2 separate regions of the Rattus norvegicus genome follow, and region 1 is linked to region 2. A link is a contact called in public Hi-C data. All regions are on one chromosome and are shown on one strand. Each heading gives the region's core, a stretch centred on a gene start, on an enhancer-like site or on the middle of the called end of the contact. The rest is flanking DNA. Distances are from core to core; before and after follow the strand shown. Region 1 holds the start of Dusp8 (dual specificity phosphatase 8). Region 2 overlaps Mob2 (MOB kinase activator 2).

Region 1 (4,047 bases), core at 100-2,599, 77 kb after region 2:
TGAGACACCAGCTTACTGTCACACTGGGCACTTCTGAAGACTGGCAGGGATCATCTCCTAGAGGGAGGGGCTCAAATGTCCCTGCATGGCAGTTGAGGCCTTGGCTTCTCTGACCAGGCTGTTCTGCACCCTTGTCCCTGGAGAGGGGACAGAAACATTTTCTCAGTCAGGCAAATGGCCAAAAAGAGACAGTGGAGGCCCGAGAGAGCTGTGGTCCTGAGAGATCCAGTCAGGTTCTTTGGCTCACACATTTCTTAGGATCACAGCACAAGGATCTCTCTTGCTGTGGGTTCAGCCTCTGTCCCTGCTTCCTCTGTAAACTGCCTAACAGACTCTCTCCAAACCCACCCACAGAGGTACCACGCCGAGCCACTGTCCAGTTGAAACTTCTCAATATCAGCCCAAGAAGAAAGATGTTGGCAGGAATCCTATACACATCGACTTGAAGCATCCTTTTGCATTTGTGTTCAGTGCTAAGTCCCCAGAGGCACCCTCAAGTGTCCCCAAGGGCACAGGGCAGGAGGAAAAGAGAACCTGCCCAGCAACTCTCTTGAGGTCCCTAAGCTTACTGCAGCAGTCAGACATAAAGATGAACCTACAGCTCCTGGTCACGTGATTCGCTCCTCTGTAGCAGGTGCCTGTTAACCAAGGAGTGAATGCACGGGGACTCTGACCTCCCAGGGCAGAGCCTGGCACTGTAAACTACCCTCACCCACCCAGCTACCCTAGAGGCAAGCCAATAGGGAATGGGTCTACAGGTCATTGAATTTCCATTTTGAATTCATTCATACCGTGAAAGAAGCCGTGCCCCTGACCTGAAGCACCTCCATCCCCACCCCATGCTGCACAACAGAGCATTGCAGATGCCACACTGGTCCCCCACCCCCATCACTGCACCACCAAGGCCCCCAATCTTCCTGCTGCAGACGCAGCACACCCTGTCAACAAGGAGTCAGAGGCAAATTTATTCCAAGACGTCTGATCTAGTGGAAGCTGAGCTGTTCTTGCTCCTCCACCTGCAAGGTTTGGCACACGGGTACCCGCGGCAGCTGACTGGCTGCTCCCTCCCAAGGTAGGCAGATAGGCCAGGGAGACAGGCTGCAGGAGGCAGCCGTGCCGGCCCCTCCCCCAGCATCGCGCCTACTGCCTCTGCGTTGGGTAAAGATGTTCTTTATCCGCAGAGGCGAGTGGAGCACCATGAAGTGGGGGTGACGGGACAGCCATGCAAGCCGAAGAGTGGGGGGTCCTAGAGCTTCCCCTCCAGATAAGGAGCCTACCGCAGAGAGCCGACCCTCTGGCGTCGGAGGTTTTTCTGCCCCTGCCCACTGCAACCGTGGACGACCTTCTCCAAATCTGGCTGCCAGCGGGGGCGCCTCGCAGGGACTCTCACCGATATGTGCTGGATCTCAGCCCTCCCCCGCAAATCCCTAGGTCTCTTAGCCCTCCAGATAAGAAGGAATATGCAGAGAAAGACAGCTCACTGCGGGCGCGGATCTGCAGCGCGCGCTGCTCGCGGGGTAGAGCCACCTATTCCTCCGTGCTCCAAAGAGCTTCCTTCAGGACGCAAACCCGCAGAAACCTCCATACTCCCCGGGGCCCACACCCGGCTTTGGACCCGACCGGTGTCAGCGCCTGGCTCACCTGGCTCTCGCTTGCCCTGGGGTTGCCCCCGACGTCGGTGCCGCGCTCAGGGCGCCCGCTCCGTTCCGCCACCCATGGGCCCGTCGGGGGCCCGCGTAGCCGGGGCAAGGGCCGGAGAGGCGCGCGGGGCGCGTCGCCGCCGCCGCCGTCGTCGTCGCCGCCACCGCGGGGAGCGCTCGCTCGGGACGGAGCGCGCGTACTGCGGTCGGGCACGCGCGCTCACGGCGCGCATCCCAGCCCGCGACTTGGCGGGCGCGGCCGGCGGCTCCGGCCCGGCTCAGCGTCCGGCGTCCGGCGTCCGGGTGGGGCGGGGGTCCGCGGAGCCGGCTCGGCCACCGCGGGAGCCGCGAGTGACAGGCCCGGGGCGGAGGGCGGGGCTGCCGGTGGGGATGAGGTCATGCCGAGCGAAAAAGCCCCTGACGTCACCTGCAGCCAATCAGAGTGAGCCGCTCGGGGGCAGGTGACGTCAGCGGAGCGGGCGCTGGGTGCGGAGCCCTGGCGGCGGCCGTGGGTCTCTCTGCCACCGCCCTCCGTCCCCCGCGCCCCAAGCTTCTCGGGCATCGGTTCTTAAAGGGACCACGCACACTGGGGCTCCCCACCTCCAGGAAGCCTTCCCAGCCCAGGGCTCCTGGTATTCCCCAAGAACCCTTAGCATCGCGGCCCTCTAACCCGCGCCTATTGACCCAGTATGCAAGGGTCCTCCTTTCTAGGCCCTCCTGGACTAGAGATGTCGCGGGTTTCTCTCCTTCCCTTAGCCTTTGTTCGCGTGTGGACGCCCTCCCAGAGTGCGCCTCCCCTGCCCCAGTGAGGCCCCGGTACAGCGTCTCGGACACCCGTCCCGGCAAAAGGCCTTACCTGCGGCGTCCACGTTTGTCCTCTCCACGACCCCTGGAGGTGGAAGTCCAGCTCTCCACTTTGCGGGAGAAGCTCCTAGGTGATATGGTTTGCCTCAGGTCACTCATCCCGGGAACTCGGGGGGCGGGGCTCCAGACCCACCGGTTTGCTCCCCAGGGCGGCGCTGTCGCCCCCCCCCCCAACCTATGACATCCAGCTCTTGATGCTTCCAATGAAAAGCCGCCTGGAAACAGACCTCTACTCCCACCCCGACGTCTCCCCTACCCGCTGGGGACTGTCGGCCCCATCCCACTGTGCGAACACAACCACGTGAGCACGCAGAACAAAACATGGGTAATTACAACTAGGGCAGAAATACACAGGGGTCAGGCAGATCTGAGAGGAAGGAGAGTCTTTTGCCAAAGTGGTCTACCTGCAAACATAAGCCACGTTTCCCTTAGTTTTCCCCCTCCTCGAGAACACACTCTACAACCCAGGTTGGCCGAAAATTCTTTATTGTATCTCAGACCGGTCTTAGCCTTCTTAGTGCTGAGATTACAAGCACCCACCATGATGCCAGACACTTCAAAAAAAAAAAAAAAAAAAAAAAAAAAAGGACCTGACTAGGCAGGTGGGTGAAGGGGGTGGGGGCCAGATAGCATGAGTTTTCTGTGTGTGCGTGTGTGTGTGTGTGTGTGTGTGTGTGTGTGTGTGCGTGCGCTAAGGGAGGGAGTATCCTAAACTTCCCCTAGTGTCCTTCTCACTAGGTTAAGGACAGAATTTAGGAGATGACTGGTTGAAGGAAGGGTCACAGAAAGTGAAGCAGACACAAAGAAGCACTCCTATGCTAGCTATCCCAGGTTGCACAGGAATACTACGAATCACAGTAGGTATTGGGCAAGGCTCTGCAGGGACCTTCTCCTACTGTATCCTGCTTGGCTTGGTTGTTATGAGTGTTTAGAAACGGCTTGCAGAAACCTCTCTATGTAGCCCAAGGGGAGACTGCAAGTCTAGCCTGGGACTAATGCAGGTTGGAGGGAAGAGATGTCTCTGGCTCAGAAATAGCACAAAATAAACAAACAACTTGGGAGTGCTGCCAGGAAGGAAGCATGGGGAGCCCCAGGGATGTTTGGGGTTGGCTCTGGGTTCAGACCTTTGTCTCCCTGACTCAGGCTGGGCCCTGAATGGAGGCCTCCCGCTGAAGGTAGCTCTTGAGGCCGAAGATGGCCAGCTCTACTGGATACTTGTTCAGGTCAGTGTTGGGGTGGCTGATGTGCTGGCTTCCTGCCCACTCTGAGACCCCAAAATGGGGAGTTTGGGGCCTGGGAAGGGGGAGTAACGCAAGCTGAGACCTGGACGGGTCCAGGCAATCAGGTCATGTAGGATTCTGGAGGAGGCAGCAGCAGCTCTGAAAGGGACTGGAGCCTGAGATATGGAGGCTGACAAAGGAGTTGTCAGGTACAAGTGTGTGTGTGTGTGGGGGGGGGAGAATGAGTGTGTGTGTGGGGCATGCTTTGTTTTTCGCTCTACCAGGTTCAAGAGGAGCCCAATGGGGACTACCCAGGTGAGGAA
Region 2 (3,657 bases), core at 879-3,378:
TTCCTCATGTTATGGTAATCCTCCAACCTTAAAATTATTTCATTGCTACTTTATAACTATTACTTCATAACTATAATTTTGCTGTTATGAATTGTAATATAAATATCTGATACGTAATCCCTGCGGTTACAACCCACAGGTTAAGAACCACTACCTCCTGCTGTTTTTTGCTTCTCATTTGAGCAGATGCAGCCGCCCTCCTGTGTCTTTCCCAATAAATCTCTTGTGTGAGGTTTGTTGTTTGTGTGGTGTGGTTTTGTGGTATTCCTTGGCTCCCACCTGCTAGGATACCTTTCCCCTCAGAGCTGCAACACTTGTATAAGGACATTCCTGAGCAGAGGCCCCATGGGCCACACACACCAAGATTCTTCCTTCCAGGCAGGCCAGTTCAGAAAGGTGCACAGCTACCATCAAAGCTTCAGAGGAAGGAGCACCCATGGGAGGTACCAGGTTGCTAACCCAAAGAGGTCTCCCAGCCCTGTCACCCTTCGTGGAGTGAATGCAAGAGAAAACAACCCCCAGGGTTAAGGCTCTGCCTAGCACTGAGACTCCATCTACTAGTTCCCATGTAAAGGCAGAGGAAATAAGAGAACCCAGCCTCCTCACATTCCAGACTGCACAGGACTCTTTGTTAAATTTCTACCTTGTTTTGAAAAGTTTTTTTAAATAAAATTATGTTGCTCTGTTAACAGAAAGTGAGCTTATTAACCCTATTTTAAACAACAAATATATGTCTTTAAAATGTATCGTTTTCACTTGAATAGAGATCCTAAACTTATGAAGCAGCACACCCCAGTCTCACACATGCTCAATTCCTCCTGTTCAGTTACTCAAACACTGGCGGCAGCACTGAGCCTTCGGCTCTTGGTGAACAAACTTCTAGGCAGGCACTGAGATGGGATGTGACCCTTATGAAAGGAGACCTACAGAGCCCGACTGCCAGTGACTACCTGGCCTGAGTTATCTATGGTATGCTTGCCTACCAGAACAGATGGCTCTGCTCAAGTTTCTGTCATGAACTAAGTCTGTGAGTGATTAGAAAGACTTGTTGACCTGAAGTCTCCCTGGTGAGCTCCTTGAGATAGTCAAATGAAGTAGTTTACAGATGCTCCTGGCTGGCCATGTCAGACTAGCACACTGGATAACAGGCCCTTCTAGGCACTGAGCACACAACACTAGAAACAAATGAGTCTCTACCAATCTCTGAACTACTAGCACCCACAGATCTGACATGGTCAGGCTTCAGGATCAGAGTACTGGGTGATAAGTCTGAGAAGCACAATGAATGTTCCCATAGCAAAGCTGAGTCTTGTCTTCACGTAATCAAATTAATTCTTCTGACTTTTAAAAATATGAGGTAAATTGATACTGGCATGAAGCCTTGTGACCAGAAAAGGTTGGGTTTTTTGTTTTGTTTTTTTATCAGAAACTCTTAATATGGCATTCTATGGGAGGTGCTGGACAGTTGGAGGTCCAAGGAAAGAAACACAGTATGGCCTTCTCTAGTAAGGCAACCAATTCCAAGGAGCACCCGCTGTCCAGAGCCTACAACAGACCAGGGAAGTAAGAAGAGGAGCAGATCCAACAGAGGGGTCCTGTGTCCCAGAAGCAGTCTCCTTGTACCCACCTGCTTCACAGGAGTGAGGAGCAGCTAGACTACCTAGCAGGGAAGAACAGTGTATTAAAGGAATGACGTATGGGTCTTGGAATCCTTCAATCAGAAGGATGCAAGTAGTGGTGCAGGAGGCAGCCTTTGGCTCAGATTCTCACCAGGCCCTCTGCAGTTAGCGCCCCCTGTCCAGATGAAGATAAATGTAGGTAGGCCTTCAGGCCAGGGTACCAGCTAGATACCTGTCTTTCTGTCCTGAGAGCACAGGCAATTAGGCCAGCTACCATGCATGGCATTAGGAGGCAGCTTGGCTTGGCCCTGAATCCTGTGTTCCACAGCCCCAAGAGGCTACATGGGGGTAGGGTGAAAGGTCTTTCTGACTGTGACCTATTTTTTCCTTTCTTGTGCTTTAAAAGGTTGCTGGTGGTTTATTTAAGAGAAAGAGGAAAGAAGAATGTTCTCTGAATGCCAGGGAAATGTTTTCCTTTTGGCTTCTCGTGGCAGAGCTTAGCCTTAAAAGGCGATGTGTGCTTGGCCTCTAGGGCAGGGCCAAAAGCAGCCAAAACCAGGCGGAAGACAGTGTAGGGTACAACCCAGCCTTTAGGCTCCTGGCACAGGACAGGCTCTAAGGGAAACAGCATGGAAATCTGTTAGGGCAGGTGTGGATGTACCACATAGAAAGAGAGCACTTTAAGGCCCCAGCATGAGCTTGAGTCCTTGTAGCCCAGCAGAGTAGACTTCAGCCTCTCTGGGAGTTGTGGACAAGCTCCAGGAGGGGCTCTGCCAATGACTTTGGGACACATACACTCCTTGTCCTCAGCACTTCTCTGAATCCTTGTCTTCTACTACTAATGTGTGCTAAGTTCATCACCATTCAGTCAGAAAGAAGAGATCCATCTCTTGAACGCTGGACCAGGCCTGTAGTGTCCTCAAAGGGTAGGTTTTCCTTGAAACTATCAACTACCTTCTGTCTTCTGTGTATCCTATCCTAGAAACTAAGACTACAGAGCAGGGTGCTGGTGAGGGCCAAGCTGTCAAGTCGTTTCCATGCTCTGTGGCTTGGGATGTTCACCTGCAAACTAAAGGGAGTAAAGACAGGACAACTAGGAAGGTGGCTGGTAAGAACCAGCCATCACCATGGCTTTGAGCACAGTTGAGGATCCATTCAGGGAGGGTATCCTATGAACAGCATTTTACCCTTACTCCCACTCACAGTTACAAGGGAGGACATAGCTCCTCTGGGCAGAAGCTACACCCCAACCTAGTGGGGAAAGGAGTCCCTGAAAGGCCTCCCTCCTTCTAGAATGGGCCACAGGAACTTTGGGTGATGTTAAAAGGCAGCAAGTAGATGCCATGCTAGATGACAGCATGTGCACATGAAGCCCAAGCCTTTCCTGTTTTAGTCATATCCCCATTTAGTTGCTGTCCCCTGTCACATGGGCTCAACTTGAACCCTGGAACATAGTGCACTCTGGGACACTATACTGCCAACCTAAGTTTCTCAGTCCTAGTCACAGAGTCCACACTTAAGCAAGAGGAACAAGAGGTAACATAGGACCCACATTCTGCTTGAGAAGAATATGGTAGTTGCTAGTAAAAAGGCTTCTTGAAGGACATCAAAAGCCTTACTCTATTTCTTTTCCTGACGGGGTTTTAGCCAGGGCAATAGAATCATCTAGAGGACCAGTTTTAGCTCCTTTGCCAGTGACTGTTTTCACACGGTTAGGCTGGGCAAACAAATATCTCCCAGGCTCTGAGGCAGGCTGAAAAGACCATACATCAGTGGCTGGCCATACCTGCACACTTTCCTGAGGTCACAGGCTCTGCCAGCTTCACTTATACCACTCGCCACTGTGACCCATTTAGAGGGAGGACTATACAGACAAAGGCTTGAGTGAGCAGCAGTATAGGACTGTACTATAGGGACTAGGGAGTGGGTGCCACATGTCAGTATACCCACAAAACTGCTATAAGCTCCTGGAAAAACACTCCTAAAACAAAGCTCCCAACAGCGAGGCTGAGGCTGGCCCCTGAAGAGCATTTTTAGT

The links. Hi-C and Micro-C count contacts between places; a contact is called where the count stands out from the background.
Region 1: a Hi-C map of the A7r5 cell line shows a contact between it and region 2, with 2.1 times the contacts expected there. The contact joins the promoter of Dusp8 here to the enhancer-like site in region 2. A contact is called at or near these places in 5 of 12 Hi-C or Micro-C datasets (the A7r5 cell line, frontal cortex, hepatocytes and 2 more).

Annotation. Positions count from the first base shown.
Region 1 is chr1:206,611,092-206,615,138 of GRCr8, forward strand. It overlaps Dusp8 (dual specificity phosphatase 8), which reads right to left and starts at 1,350. Exons shown (of 7, transcript NM_001108510.1): 1 at 1,278-1,350.
Region 2 is chr1:206,533,188-206,536,844 of GRCr8, forward strand. The region is part of intron 1 of Mob2 (MOB kinase activator 2); the gene reads right to left. Among named protein-coding and RNA genes, the nearest start is that of Mob2, 44 kb to the right of the region's middle. Within about 2 kb of position 2,129, at least 26 of the 93 cell types and tissues checked have an H3K27ac peak or open chromatin away from gene starts, as enhancers often do. A contact at or near this core is called in the A7r5 cell line, where this site is marked.